2 separate regions of the Triticum aestivum genome follow, and region 2 is linked to region 1. A link is a contact called in public Hi-C data. All regions are on one chromosome and are shown on one strand. The core of a region is the stretch at or near the end of the contact, and the rest is flanking DNA. Distances in the headings are between cores, read along the strand shown. Region 1 holds the start of LOC123061970 (clathrin interactor EPSIN 1). Region 2 has its middle 22 kb from the start of LOC123061972.

Evidence for each region. A called contact is a pair of places that touch in the nucleus more often than the background predicts.
Region 2: a contact with region 1 is called in a Hi-C map of leaf, with 4 times the contacts expected there. The contact joins the enhancer-like site here to the promoter of LOC123061970 in region 1. A contact is called at or near these places in 2 of 5 Hi-C or Micro-C datasets (both in leaf).

The regions. Positions count from the first base shown.
Region 1 is chr3A:518,823,897-518,830,324 of IWGSC CS RefSeq v2.1, reverse strand. It overlaps LOC123061970 (clathrin interactor EPSIN 1), which reads left to right and starts at 4,212. Exons shown (of 11, transcript XM_044485262.1): 1 at 4,212-4,465; 2 at 4,574-4,625; 3 at 4,741-4,820; 4 at 4,926-5,004; 5 at 5,078-5,161; 6 at 5,247-5,392; 7 at 5,502-5,863; 8 at 6,222-6,382. The coding sequence starts at 4,422. LOC123061971 (serine/threonine-protein phosphatase 7 long form homolog) reads left to right here. Exons shown (of 4, transcript XM_044485263.1): 2 at 1,241-1,509; 3 at 1,605-2,909; 4 at 3,066-4,010. The coding sequence starts at 1,249. The coding sequence ends at 3,740.
Region 2 is chr3A:519,002,589-519,009,696 of IWGSC CS RefSeq v2.1, reverse strand. No RefSeq gene overlaps it. Among protein-coding and RNA genes, the nearest start is that of LOC123061972, 22 kb to the right of the region's middle. Within about 2 kb of position 2,341, at least 6 of the 8 cell types and tissues checked have an H3K27ac peak or open chromatin away from gene starts, as enhancers often do. A contact at or near this core is called in leaf, where this site is marked.

The DNA of each region.
Region 1 (6,428 bases), core at 2,963-5,462:
CTAATAGAAGATGGATGCCATATCTTTTAAGCATATGCCTTTTTTGATTGTATATGCTTCGTTTCATTTTGCGCAGAGTTCCTTTCTTGTATATAAGCTATGGTTTTAAATCTTAACAGAATGAGCAGCGCTCACACCGTCCATTGGATTTTCTTTCTTGCTGTGATCATCTATGGCTTTTTTTTTTTGAGATCTGAAGTAGACAAGCCTACTCAGAAGGACTAGGATATTCAGATATCAGTAGGGATCGTAAACTAGTCGGGACATCTGCAGTCAACCGAATATCTCCTACACTCCTAGTCAGTGCAGCCAGATTGTGAGCCAGGGAGTTTCTGCTTCTCTCCGCGTATCTGACAGAGCTCTCCGAGAAGGAGGACATAGCCTGACGAATATCCATCATGGTGCCATAGCAGGGACAGCGCGTGGGAGTCTGCGTCGACAGTTCCTTGACAGTGAACTGGCTGTCCGTCTCGATGATTACATGGCCATTTGAAATCTTGGCCAGCTCCTGGAGGCCGACAAGGACGGTTCTGGCCTCGGCCTCTTCCACGCTACTGCAGAATGGCAGTTTTTTGCAGCAAGAGAAGAGTACACAGCCCCTGAAATCACGGGCAACAGCACCAGTGGAACTTTCACCTGTTTCGGACAAATAAGCCGCATCAGCGTTGAGTTTGACAGTTCCTTGCGTTGGAGGGTTCCACTTTATGTCCTGGGCAGGTGGCAATCCCGGCGTGGTCACCTCCCTGACACAGGTGTTCTTCCCTCTCTTCCACTCAACTGAAGTTTCTGCATTTCTCAGCTCCTCCTCATACTGTGTTAGGAAATGAACAGACCGTTTGATTGTTTCCTTACCGTCCTTGCGCACACAATCTTCCCGGAGGAACCAACAGCGCCATATAAGCAACAGGATTTTAGCTCGCATGTCCTCATTTACAGAGTCCAGGAGCACTTGTAGCCAATCATCACCTGTGTGCCTGGATTTTTGTTCTGGCGGTAGATTCCAGGATTCTCTCATGGCTGACCTTAGGCCCCTACTCTTTGTGCACATGATCACTGCATGGTACTCATCCTCATTACCATTCCCACAGATGCTACAAGTGGCATCCGTCACAAGAGTTCTTTTCCACTTGTTTTCCTTTGTTGCTAGAGTGTTCGTAGCCACCCTCCATCCAAAATTTCTGATCTTCCTAGGGGCTTCTATGACATTCTGGCAACTGATGTAATGATTATTTGTTTGCAGAGTAGTCCATGTCTTCAAGGGCAAGAGGACGTGCACGTCGTGGCCGGGGCCGGGGCCGTGGCAGATGTTCTGTGGCAGAATATGAAATGGATCATCATGAAACATCTGCGCCTTCTTCGCCGAGTACCACTTCTGATAGAGAGGACAATGTTGGTTTCACTCCCGAACAAGTCCATGTTGCTTGTTATGCAGGGCCTGCAGAGCCTTCATCCAGTACACTACTCAATCCTAAGATTAACCACCGTTCGGATGCAATTTTTGGCGATCAGGTTAATCTAAGGACAAAAAACTTTGTCATATTTCGTAGTTGAAGGAGCATTTTTTTTCTTCAATAGCATTGAACCTATATTCTCTATTATTGCAGGCCCTGGAGCAGTTGAAGTTGCGTCACCACAAACCCTTGAAATTTCATGAGAGGTATCGTCCTTATTTGAGGGATGCTGGATTGCTTGGTCTCTCACAAATCTGCCAGAGAATGCCTCAATTGGACAAAGCCTTGATTACTGCTCTTGTTGAGCGTTGGAGGCCAGAGACCCACAGCTTTCACTTGGCTTCTGGGGAGATGACAGTTACGCTTCAAGATGTTGCCATGTTGTTTGCTCTTCCTATTGACGGCCGACCGGTTTGTTCTAGTACTGATCATGATTATGGGCAGATGGTCCTTGATTGTCTAGGTCATGATCCAAGAGTTCAATCAATGCCTGGAAAATCCTTCTTGCATTACAAATGGCTGAAGAAGCACTTCTATGAGTTACCAGAAGGGGCGGATGATCATACGGTACAGAGGCATGTTCGAGCATACATCCTGAGCCTTTTATGTGGAGTGCTCTTTCCAGACGGGACAGGAAGGATGAGTCTGATATATCTTCCATTGATTGCTGATCTTTCTCTTGTTGGAACATACAGCTGGGGTTCCGCAGCCCTCGCATTCCTCTACCGAGCTCTTTGCTCTGCTGCCTCCTCCCACAACATGAAGAATATAGGTGGTTCATTGCTTCTCTTGCAGCTTTGGAGTTGGGAGCACTCTCATGTTGGCAGGCCATTGGCTCGATCTTCCTCAGTCGCGGAGACAGACATCCCACAGGACTTGCCCCCAATTGGCTTCCGTTGGGTGGGTGCTCGCGCACAAAGTGAGAATGCTACCCGCTGTCTTAAGCAGTACAGGGATGAGCTAAATCTGCAGCGAGCAGATCAGTTGAAATGGGAACCATACATGCTCATTGAGTCCTCGAGCTTACCACCACTTTGTACAAAAGATGCTGACCTGTGGATTACTCAAGCACCATTAATAAATTTTCCTATTGTTGAGATGTATCTGCCTGAGCGAGTGATGCGGCAATTCGGGCTTCGTCAATGCATTCCGCCACCTTTTCGACCTACCCTACAGACATTACATCGTATTAGCCGACGTGGTAGAGAGCGTGAAAATTGGGAAGAGACACATCATGAGTATATTCAGGAATGGGAAGCACGGCGACAGCGCATATTTCGGGAGACTGAGCAGTTTGATTTGTCATCTTATGACGAGTATCTGCAGTGGTACTCTGGAGCTACACGGCGATATCTTGTGCCATCGACCGGTGATGATGCTGAAGCAGGACTTTTATCCCCACCCGATGATTCTTCCGATCTTCAGTACAAAGCCAAGTCTCCTATGATCCGTAAAGCGGTAAGCCTAACTTATGCATCAAATTTATATGATTTGGTTTCACAGTTGACTGAACTAATGTTTTATCTCTAGATATAATAATACGATTTGAATTGAAGCTTGTCCAAGTAGTTCATACATACTGAATCATTACTGAAGATGAATTCTTTCCTGTAGGTTGATAAGCTGCATGGTATGATGAAGAAGGCCAAGACAGCCATGGCATCCACGGCTGATACGGCCACACAAGCCTTAGTGTTTGAATTTCTGCATGGCTTTGAAGATGTCCTCAGTGATCTTGGTGAGATCAAGGAAAGGGGTGGCCCAGAGGCTCCACCTTTTGATTCAGTCACCGGCTCACATTGTGGCTCTGCTGCTCCCCATCATGAGTCTCTACTTTTGCTTGAAGCTGAACAGAACATTATATGTGACAATCAAGAGGGTGAATACCTGGAAGATGAGGACCTTCACACGGTGGAGCAGGCTACGTTGGGCTTTGAACCTATGGGTGGGGAAAACCACCGCGTCGACAGTTTGCTACTGGACGTGCACGAAAACTGTGACTCGGCTTCATTGGCCATTGAGAACTGTGAGGCAGAAGACTTTGATATTCCACAGCACACTGAGGATGTTGATCAAGCTGGACATGCTGCCGAAATGGAACATGGTGTAGAGGTGGTGGAACCCATGTCCACATGTGAGGAAAACAATGGTTTCGATGTTGCGCCCTCTCCTCCACAAGAGAGCGCCGATGTCAAACTGGAAGGTGATGATGTAGCGACGGCAGAACACGAAGACGCGGAGGAGGAAGACGACAGCGGCTGTAATGGCGCCCCTTCCTCACACCCATAGTTGATCTGTCTCAAAGTCAGAGAGGAAAAGAGACATGATGCCGATTCCAGCTTCTTCATGTCCAGATATGTAGGGATTAGAATGTAGTTGATGCCGCTTTCGGGAGTCTGCCGTGATTGGCGTTTCATTTTTGCTGACATTATTGGGCTTGTTATGCAGCATGATTTGTCGCTGGGACAAATAGCTTCTTGATGTGATTCAATCCATTATTTGTTTATCACTCTACTACTCCTCTGTATAATGATCTGAGCGCTCTTATATTTCTTTACAGAGAGAGTACTTATATAGGCAAAATTGGAGATTGTTGTTTCTTTTTTTATATCGGAGATAGGTGTTGTATTTACACCTTTTTCCGCGTCCGAATATCAGCTTCAGGAGAAAATGTACCTTTTTTTTTCTGAGCAACTTCAGGCGAAGATGTCCAGGAGTAGAAAATGTGGCCCGCCAGCAGTTGGGCTTTCACACCGCACACGCGAACGAGCCCAAGGGGGGAGACGGTCCGAGACAGAGTCCAGTGCGATGGGCACACAGACAGTGTCCCGGTCCGGGCGCTGACTGCCGCCAGCGTCGTTATTATTCCGCGGCGCTCCTCTCCGGACCCCGTCTCCGTCTTGGCGTCGCCACGCCACCGCCACCGCCACCGCTCCTCCGCCGGCGGGGTTGCAAGTCTCCAGCCCAGCCATGGATGGGATCATGAAGGCGCTCGATCACACCGTCCGGGAGATGTAAGGCCCTACTTTTGTTTTCTCGTCTTGATTTGATGATCGTGCCTGGCGCTCTTTTCTTCTTTTCCCCGTGCGCGCTGACCTCGGGCCCGATCCCCTGTTGCGCAGAAAGCGAGAGGTCAATCTCAAGGTGCTCAAGGTGCCAGAGATCGAGCAGAAGGTCTGATCGATCGTGTTTCATTCATTCGCCCGTGTAATTCCGCCGTAGCAAGGAAGAAATGTCCATGGTGTATCTGTGCTGTTTTACCATCTTCCTGAAATTTTGTACCCGATAGGTTCTTGACGCGACCAGCGATGAGCCGTGGGGGCCTCACGGTTCAGACATGGCGGACATCGCACGGGCCACCAAGAATATGTCAGTGCAAAGCGCTCCAATTCCAATTCTCCTCACTTGATCTCTTTAAATCGAGGGTATTGAGTTTTTTTGCACATTTTGATCGAGTCGTCGCTCTGCTTTCAGCGGCGAATGCCAAATAATCATGAAGGTGCTGTGGCAACGGCTGGGCAACACCGACGCAAATTGGCGTCACCTGTATAAGGTGATGATCTCGAGCTGGAATTATCCGTTCTGGATTGTTCCTTACTGACAGGATGTTTGTTCCACTTGCACAGGCGCTGGCTGTGGCTGAGTATCTTCTGGCCAATGGCACTGAGCGCGCAGCCGAGGAAATTATCGACAACAGCTCACAGATTGCGGTATGCGCTGCTGTGGCTCGTTTCAGTGTATACTTGTGTATATACTATTATTTACCTCGCCCTGATGATGATTTTATTTGTGAAGAAACTCACGACATTCGAGTTTGTGGAGCCTGGTGGAAAAGACGTTGGGCTCAATGTGCGCAAGAAGGCCGAAGCTGTTCTGGTCATTGTGGATGACAGGGAAAAGCTTCAACAAGCCAGGGAGAAGGCTGCTTCTACGAGGGACAAGTACTGCATTGCATTCGCCGTCGACTTGTCGTGCATTATGTAAACATAACCCTTCTTGCCTTTCCCTGTGCATCTCAAATTTTGCAATTTGCATGGATCATATGTTCAGGTACTTGGGGGTGTCATCAACTGGAATGTCATCATACAAATCAAGCGCAGCATCATTTGGCAGTGGCACCTACTCCTCTGGTAGTCGCTACGGGAGCACAGCTGGTTCGAGGGAAACCGCCTCGTTCAAGGATAGACACACTGGCACAGAATTGAGCAAGAACAATAATAAGCCAAGTTACAGCAGCACTAGACAAAGGTCAAAAGAAACTACTACTAAGAGTGCAAATAGCTCTAAATTAGCAAAAGGAGGCTCCAAATCGATGTCGAATCCGTGTGCCACACCTGCTGTTCCAAGTTCACAGAAAGGAAAGAATGAGGATGATGGCGACGAGTTCAATCCACGAGGATCTTCCACATCTGGTCATTATTTCTTCCTTACCATCTCTAAAGTTTGGTTAGATTGTATGATTACCACGGTTTCCTTGTCGCTGTACCCATTGTTATACACTTTGTTTAACATGGTATGTGCCTATTATGCTGGCATCACTTATCATTCTGCTTACCGCACTACCTAGCTAAGAGCCAAAGTTCTTATTTGAATTTTCTTTTGTTTGAACTACACACCATAGTGCCGTCAGCTATTTCTTAACTTTATCAAACATACTCACCATAGCGCTTGCTTGATTATTTAGCCGAGACGCAAAGTTCTATGCATTTTCTTTTATTTGACATACTCACCGTAGTGTTGTCCTCACTTACCTTCATTTTTGGAGTGCAGCTGGAACAGCTAATGTGAGCTCCAATAATTTGGATCTCTTTGGGCCAAGATTAATGCCAAACGCTGGTAGTGCTGCTGTGCCGGAAATTGATTTGTTTGCGTTTGCAGATTTCCAGTCAGCTCCATTGGAGGCAGCAACGTCAAGTGGTTCTCACCCTCAGGTTTGTTTTCTTGACCTTCTTCAAAAGTTATCCTTACCTAGCAATA
Region 2 (7,108 bases), core at 1,092-3,591, 180 kb before region 1:
TGGAGACCAATAAACCAGGATGGAGGTAGTATATGTCTGTTGGCATAAGCGAGTAATAACATTTTCTCTCATATTTGAGCCGATCCATGTAGTAGCCCTTGAGTCTGCATGCTAAGCCGGGCTCTAATTACTTGATATCCTATATGACGCTCGATGCGTCACATAGTTGAGCGTACCCACAGTAAGATTGCACATGCCGACTGCCCAATATGACTCAAAGATATTCCAATTTCTTATTTTTGGCTTTTCAGCTCGTTTCCCCCAAAATAATCTGCTTGATTTGTTTATGGATTTTATAAATTTTTATTGTAAGATTAGAAATAAATTCATGAACGTAAAACTGCTCAAAAAATTTGATATATTATGACGCTAAAAATATCTTATATTATTAAAATTATGCTCTAAATTCTTAAAATAAACAAGCATTTCTAAAAATGTTCTGGATTCTTTAAAAAATCCATAAACTGTAGAAATATTCATGTAGATATAAAAATGATCAACAAAACTAAACTACTTACAAATTTTACAAACTTCATTAATTTAATACGTACAGGAAATTTTGTAAATAAAGAAGAAAAAAATAAGAAATTAATCGGAAAGGAAAAGAAACAGTCAAAAAACAAAAAAAGTGAAAAAAAGGAAGAACAAATTAACCTGGATAAAAACAAAGCCCAAATGAAGCCGAAAGAACCCCACAACAATCCAAACTGGAATAAGAAAAAACAGAGGTGGTAGCACAGTTGCATATTTCATTTTTTTGTGGAAGCACATCTTCTGTTTTTTTTTCATACAAGCAAAACTGTGCCTCTCGCGGAAGCACATGCTATGCTATTCCTTTTTGGGCGAACCATGGTTATGCTTTTTGCGGAAGCACAAAAAAGTGAGCCTCTCGAAAAGAAACTAAAAAAAACCTTAAAAAAGCCAAAACCTAGGGGGGAAACCATGAAAAAGTAAAAAAACAAAAACACCTACAAAAACAGAAAAAACTGGTGCTACCGCGGGGTGCGGCCAGCACGCAACACGTGGAGGCTGCTGGGCGCACCAAGTGTCGCACTCCAAGCAACCAAAAGTGCCCGCTGGGTATCACCGTAGGGGTACCCGTTAGTTAGTTGCTCTATATAAATTGAGACTTTTTGAATATTGGATGCAATTACTAATTCCTGATCTGATATTGTGTCCTGTCTGGACTGCACATTCGCTGCCTGGATCAGGAACCCTGCCTTCGTGCTACCCACGCACGAGAGCTAATTCTCGCTTAGTGTGAGTCAGATAGCTGTTCTCTCTGAAGGATTTTTCTCTTGCGTGGCAACTGGGCCGGCCCATTTATCTGTTTGTTTCGCCTTCGGTAGCCCGCTCAGGAGAAGACGCTCGCAGCTCGCTCAGTTTCGTTGGTTTTTTCCTGTTTATCTTTCTTTTGATTGCCTTTTTATTTATTTTCTGTGTGTTTTCTTTGGTTTCATTGTTGTTTTTCCTTTCTTTTGTTATGTCCTTTTGCTTGCTGTTTTCAATTGTTATTTTCTTTACTTTCGTTTTCTATGTGATTTCCTTACTGTTGCCATTGGGTTTTTCTTTGCTTTTTATTTATTTCTTTTTGTTTATTTGTCTTTATAGTTTTTCAACACATGTCTACATTTTTTAATACACAGTGTACATTTTTAGTATATGTCAAGAACATTTTTAATACATTTTTAACATTATTATAATACACTATGAACATTTACTTAAATATATGTTTTGATGTATATTGTTCTGATACACATTGTATATTTTTGGTATACATCAAAAACATTTTGTATACAGGTTTAACATTTTTCATATAGATGGTTAATATTTTTTCAAATATATGTTTTGGTGTCTATTTTTCGTGTACATCATACATTTTTTATATACGTGAAAAAAATGTATTTATTACATGTTTAACATTTTTGAAATACATTTTTTAAATATACATGTTTTGATGCCTATTGTTTTATACACATTGTACATTTTTGGCATACGTCTGAAACATTTTTTAATACAGAAAAATTTTATATACATGGTTAACATTTTTTTCAAATATATGTTTTGATGTCTATTTTTTCGTGCACATAGTACATTTTTCTTATATATCCAGACATTTTCTTAATACACGTTTAATATTATGCAAAGTAATTTTAGAAATACAATCATTTCTAAATAGTAACGAAAGTAGAAAAAAATAGCAGAAAACAGAAGAAAAACACGCTAACTAGCTCGTGGGCCCGGCGAGACACGCGTCCAACTCGCCATAAGCGAGGTATAGACGCACCGGCAGCTCGCGCGGCTCCTGTACTGAGCGAGGAGGAGGACAGCTGGCCGGTGGCGTGCCGTTGACTCGGCCCGGGCTGCAGTCAAGGTCGTGGATCCTGCGTACGCAAACACAGAGTATAAAACATGATGGTGACTGGATCTGAACTGAGGTCGCCATTTCAAACGCATGCCCCATCGATCGGCAGGCAGGTCAGCTGCTGCCGGGCGTGGCGTGGCGTGCGTCGTGCATGCAACGTGGACGACTTGCATTTTCCTGCATGCAAGTGGGCGTGGCCTGGCAGCTCATCTCATCTCATCTCATCTTTACACTTGCGCGTAAAAAATTATCTCCTCATGCATGTACTACATCTGATGGCTACGACTAATCAATGCAGTTAGGCAGATTTCACAGCTCGGAATGTCCTGCAGTTTGGTGCGGTGACCTAATAATCCTGGCTCAGCTAGCAGCACTTCACTCCCTCCCTTGCGGCCTGTCGGTCTGGAGCTGGATGCATGGATATAATATACGCAGAGGCAGGGCTGCTGACTTTTGGGTGAGTACAGGTACTGTACGAAACGACGACTTGGTTATAGTATGCAGGATCAGCCTTTGTGTCAGGACGCGCAAAGGCAAAAGGGATTGGTGGACTTGGACGTGATGCTGCTACTGTTAATTGGTCCTAGAGTCACTTGTCCACTGTACGTCGGTGCTCCTAAGGTAAAGCATTGGCATGCTAGCTAGGACTCACCTTGTCCACTGTACCATGATCGATGCGTGCCACGGTTCCTGCAGGGCCAGGCCAAAGCAAGCAGCCAAGCCGGTAATCACAGGCTCGTGCATGGTTTCTGTTGGAGACAAGGGTTTTGGCAATACTTCACGATGTATTGATCGGTGCATAGCGCACGTATATATAGAATACAAGGTGAGCCACATTATCAACTATACAAAGACTAGAAGGTGGGCCAGACTATACAATATACATGCACGAACCATATATTCAACACCCCCCCGCAGTCGAAGCGTCGTCGGAGACACAAAGACTGGACCTGAACTCCTCGAAAACAGAAATAGACAGTCCTTTCGTCATGACGTCGGCGAACTGTTGTGCCGTCGGGACGTGGAGGACCCGGATGCGCCCAAGAGCCACCTGCTCACGAACGAAGTGTATATCGAGCTCAATATGCTTCGTTCGATGATGATGGACCGGGTTGGCGGAGAGGTAGACGGCGGAGACGTTGTCGCAGTAGACGAGCGTGGCCTTGTGAACATCACAAAGCAACTCCTGAAGCAGTTGACGGAGCCAAGAGCATTCAGCAACGGCGTTAGCCACTGCTCGATACTCAGCCTCGGCACTCGAGCGGGACACGGTGGGCTGTCGCTTGGAGGATCAAGAGATCAGGGACGGCCCAAGGTAGACAAAGTACCCCGAGGTGGGGCGCCGTGTGTCCGGGCAGCCAGCCCAGTCCGCATCAGAATAGGCGACGAGGTCGGTGGAAGCGGAGGCCGTCAGCGTAAGTCCCAAAGACTGGGTGTCGCGTATGTATCGGAGGATACGCTTCACCAGAGTCCAGCGGGAGTCGCACGGAGCATGCATGTGGAGACAAACCTGCTGAACAGCATACTGCAAGTCGGGGCGTGTCAGGGTCAGATACTGCAAAGCACCCACAATGGAGCGATAGAAGGCCGCATCAGATGCAGGCGAACCCTCCAAAGCGGAAACCTTGGCCTTGGTGTCGACGGGCGTAGGAGCGGGCTTGCAATTAAGCATGCCAGCTCGATCGAGAAGCTCATGGGTGTAGCGCTGCTGGTGCAGGAAGAACCCATCAGGCCGTCGAACCACCTCAATGCCAAGGAAGTAATGCAGGGGACCCAAGTCCTTTAGGGCAAACTCATCACGAAGACGAGCAGTGAGCCGCTGGAGGAGCGCGACAGTGGTTGCCGTCAGAATGATGTCATCTACGTACAACAGCAAGTAGGCCGTGTCAACTCCGTGATGATACATGAAGAGGGACGCATCGGAGCAAGTCGATGTAAATCCGAGCGTCTGCAGGAAGGCGGCGATGCGCTGGTACCAGGCCCGAGGTGCCTGCTTCAACCCGTAAAGAGAATGAGAGAGCAAGCACACATGATCTGGATGCGTGGCTTCGACGAACCTGGTGGGCTGCTCACAGAACACCTGCTCAGCGAGGTGACCATGCAAGAAGGCGTTGGACACATCCAACTGATGCACAGGCCAAGCGCGAGACACGGCTAGCTGGAGCACGGCGCGGATCGTGCTCGGTTTAACAACCGGGGCAAATGTGTCGGTGAAGTCCACGCCCGCGCGTTGTCGAAAGCCCCGAACCACCCAGCGAGCTTTATAGCGCTCGAGAGTACCGTCCGGATAAGTCTTGTGCCGAAAGACCCACTTGCCCGTGATGATGTTGGCACGGGGCGGCCGAGGGACGAGTTGCCAGGTACGGTTCCGCTGGAGCGCGTCGAACTCTTCCTGCATCGCAGCGAGCCAATGAGGATCCCGAAGGGCGGCTCGAGCTGACAATGGGAGAGGGGACGGCTCAGAGATGGAAGCATCGAGAAGGTACTCATCGCTGGGGTACCGTGTGCTCGGGCGGAGAGTGCCAGCCCGAGAGCGAGTCATCGGACGGGGCAGCGGGTCCGGAGCGGAGACAGGTGATGACGAGGAAGAACCCGCCTCCTCCGAGGCCACGGGCGAGGCCGCCGGCGAGGCGGCGGGCGGGGCCGCGGGCGCCGAGGAAGGTGCAGCCCCCAGGGCAGCCAATCGGGGAGAAACTCGACCCGTGGCGCGGGGGGGCACCCTCAAAGCCGGGAGGCGGCCCAAGAGAAGCACGTGGGCGGCCGTCACCGGGAGCGGGCAAAGCCGTAACATCCGAACGTACCTGCTGAAACGGAAAAACCATCTCATCAAAGTAAACATGTCGTGAAGTGATCACCCAATGTGAGATAGGATCATAGCATCGGTAGCCTTTGGTGTTGGGGGGATAGCCGAGAAAGATGCAGGCCACAGACCGAGGTGCGAGCTTGTGAGGAGTAGTGGAAGCGATGCTGGGGTAGCACAGGCAACCGAAAATACGGAGCTCGACATAGGAAGGTGGCGTGCCAAACAAGAGGTGATGAGGTGCAAAGTTTCCGTGAGTGCGACAAGGACAAATGTTGATGAGTAGTGATGCGGTGGCTAGCGCGTCGGGCCAAAAACATAGTGGCACGTTGGCGTGAAAAAGGAGGGTGCGAACGCAGTCGTTAAGAGTGCGAAGCACGCGCTTAGGGTGGCCGTTTTGTTGCGAAGTGTACGGGCAAGTGAGACGAAAGATCGTGCCATGTGTGGCAAGAAGGTTGCGGCTCGCAAGGTTATCAAACTCCTCCCCGTTGTCTGTTTGCAACGCATGAATGGGACGTCCAAACTGCGTGGAGACATAGGAGTAGAAAGCGGTGAGAGTGGCAACAGAGTCCGACTTTCGCCGCAACGGGAAGGTCCACACATAGTGCAAAAAATCATTAAGGATGACAAGATAATAAAGATAGCCCGTGTTACTTGCAACAGGAGAGGTCCAAACATCACTATGAATTAATTCAAACGGGTATGATGCGACATGCGAGGAATTGCTAAAAAGAAGACGAACATGTTTGCCGAGACGACAAGCATGACAAGTGTGATCGTCGATCTTATTACACGTGAATGAAAAACTCCGAAGAATATGACGAAGGGTGGCGGTGTTGGGATGACCAAGACGGGCGTGCCAAAGGTCCACTCCGGCGAAAAGCGCCATGGGTACAGCGGCAGAGGAAGTGGATGAGTGGACCGGATAGAGCTCGTCGGGGCTGTCACATCGGTGGAGCACCATCCGGGTATGGGCATCCTTAACAGAAAAGCCAGACATGTCAAATTCAACGGTAACAGAATTTTCACGTGTAAGAGAACGAACGGAAACAAGATTTTTAATGATGTCAGGAGAGACAAGTACGTTAGAAAGATATAACGACATGGAGTTAGAAGGAAAATCAGCATGACCGACATGAGTAACAGACATGACGGTGACTATGGTTGTAGTGGTAAGGTATTTAGTCTTCTAAAATGATATGCATCATTGTTAAATGTCGAAATTAGGCAGTTCAACAAGAAACTTGATGGCAACATGCCTCCTAGGAATAATAAGGACATTCTTTATATAGAGGGAAAGCAAAGACATAATTGTTTCTTCTGGTTTATTGTTACTTCTGGTTTATTGTTACTTCTTATATGTTGAGGCGCGACTAAATCATTTATGAAATGCCATAATAAACCTTTTATTATTACTTATATAGAGGGAAAGCAAAGACATAATTGTTTCTTTTGGTTTATTGTTACTTCTTATATGTTGAGGCGCGACTAAATCATTTATGAAATGCCATAATAAACCTTTTTTTCTTACTGTAGAAAGATAAAAAATGTTCACCGTTATGCACAAAATAGTTTGTCTTAAGGATTGACAATTAGGATGGGCAGGCATACTCAGCCATGGCACCTTGCTGAATGAAAATATTATTTTAGACTCCTAGTAATATATTCTTCCTTGCATTTGTTGCAATTTTTCCCACTTATGCCTTGCATTTATGGATTCCCCCCCTATGGTGTAGGTTGTAGTTGTTGTTGTATGATGCTTGTGTGGCTTAGGGATCGATGCTACTCCCTTTAAGATTGTTGCTTCCTGATTTTTCTTATCAGGGGTTGTCATCTAAAGTTGATTTTTATAGGAATCAAAATCTGTTCTTTTTTCTTCACCAGGAACTGGTTCCTAATTTGGCTGATGATCCTTTTCTTCCTATGGTATGCAGGCTCGTCGG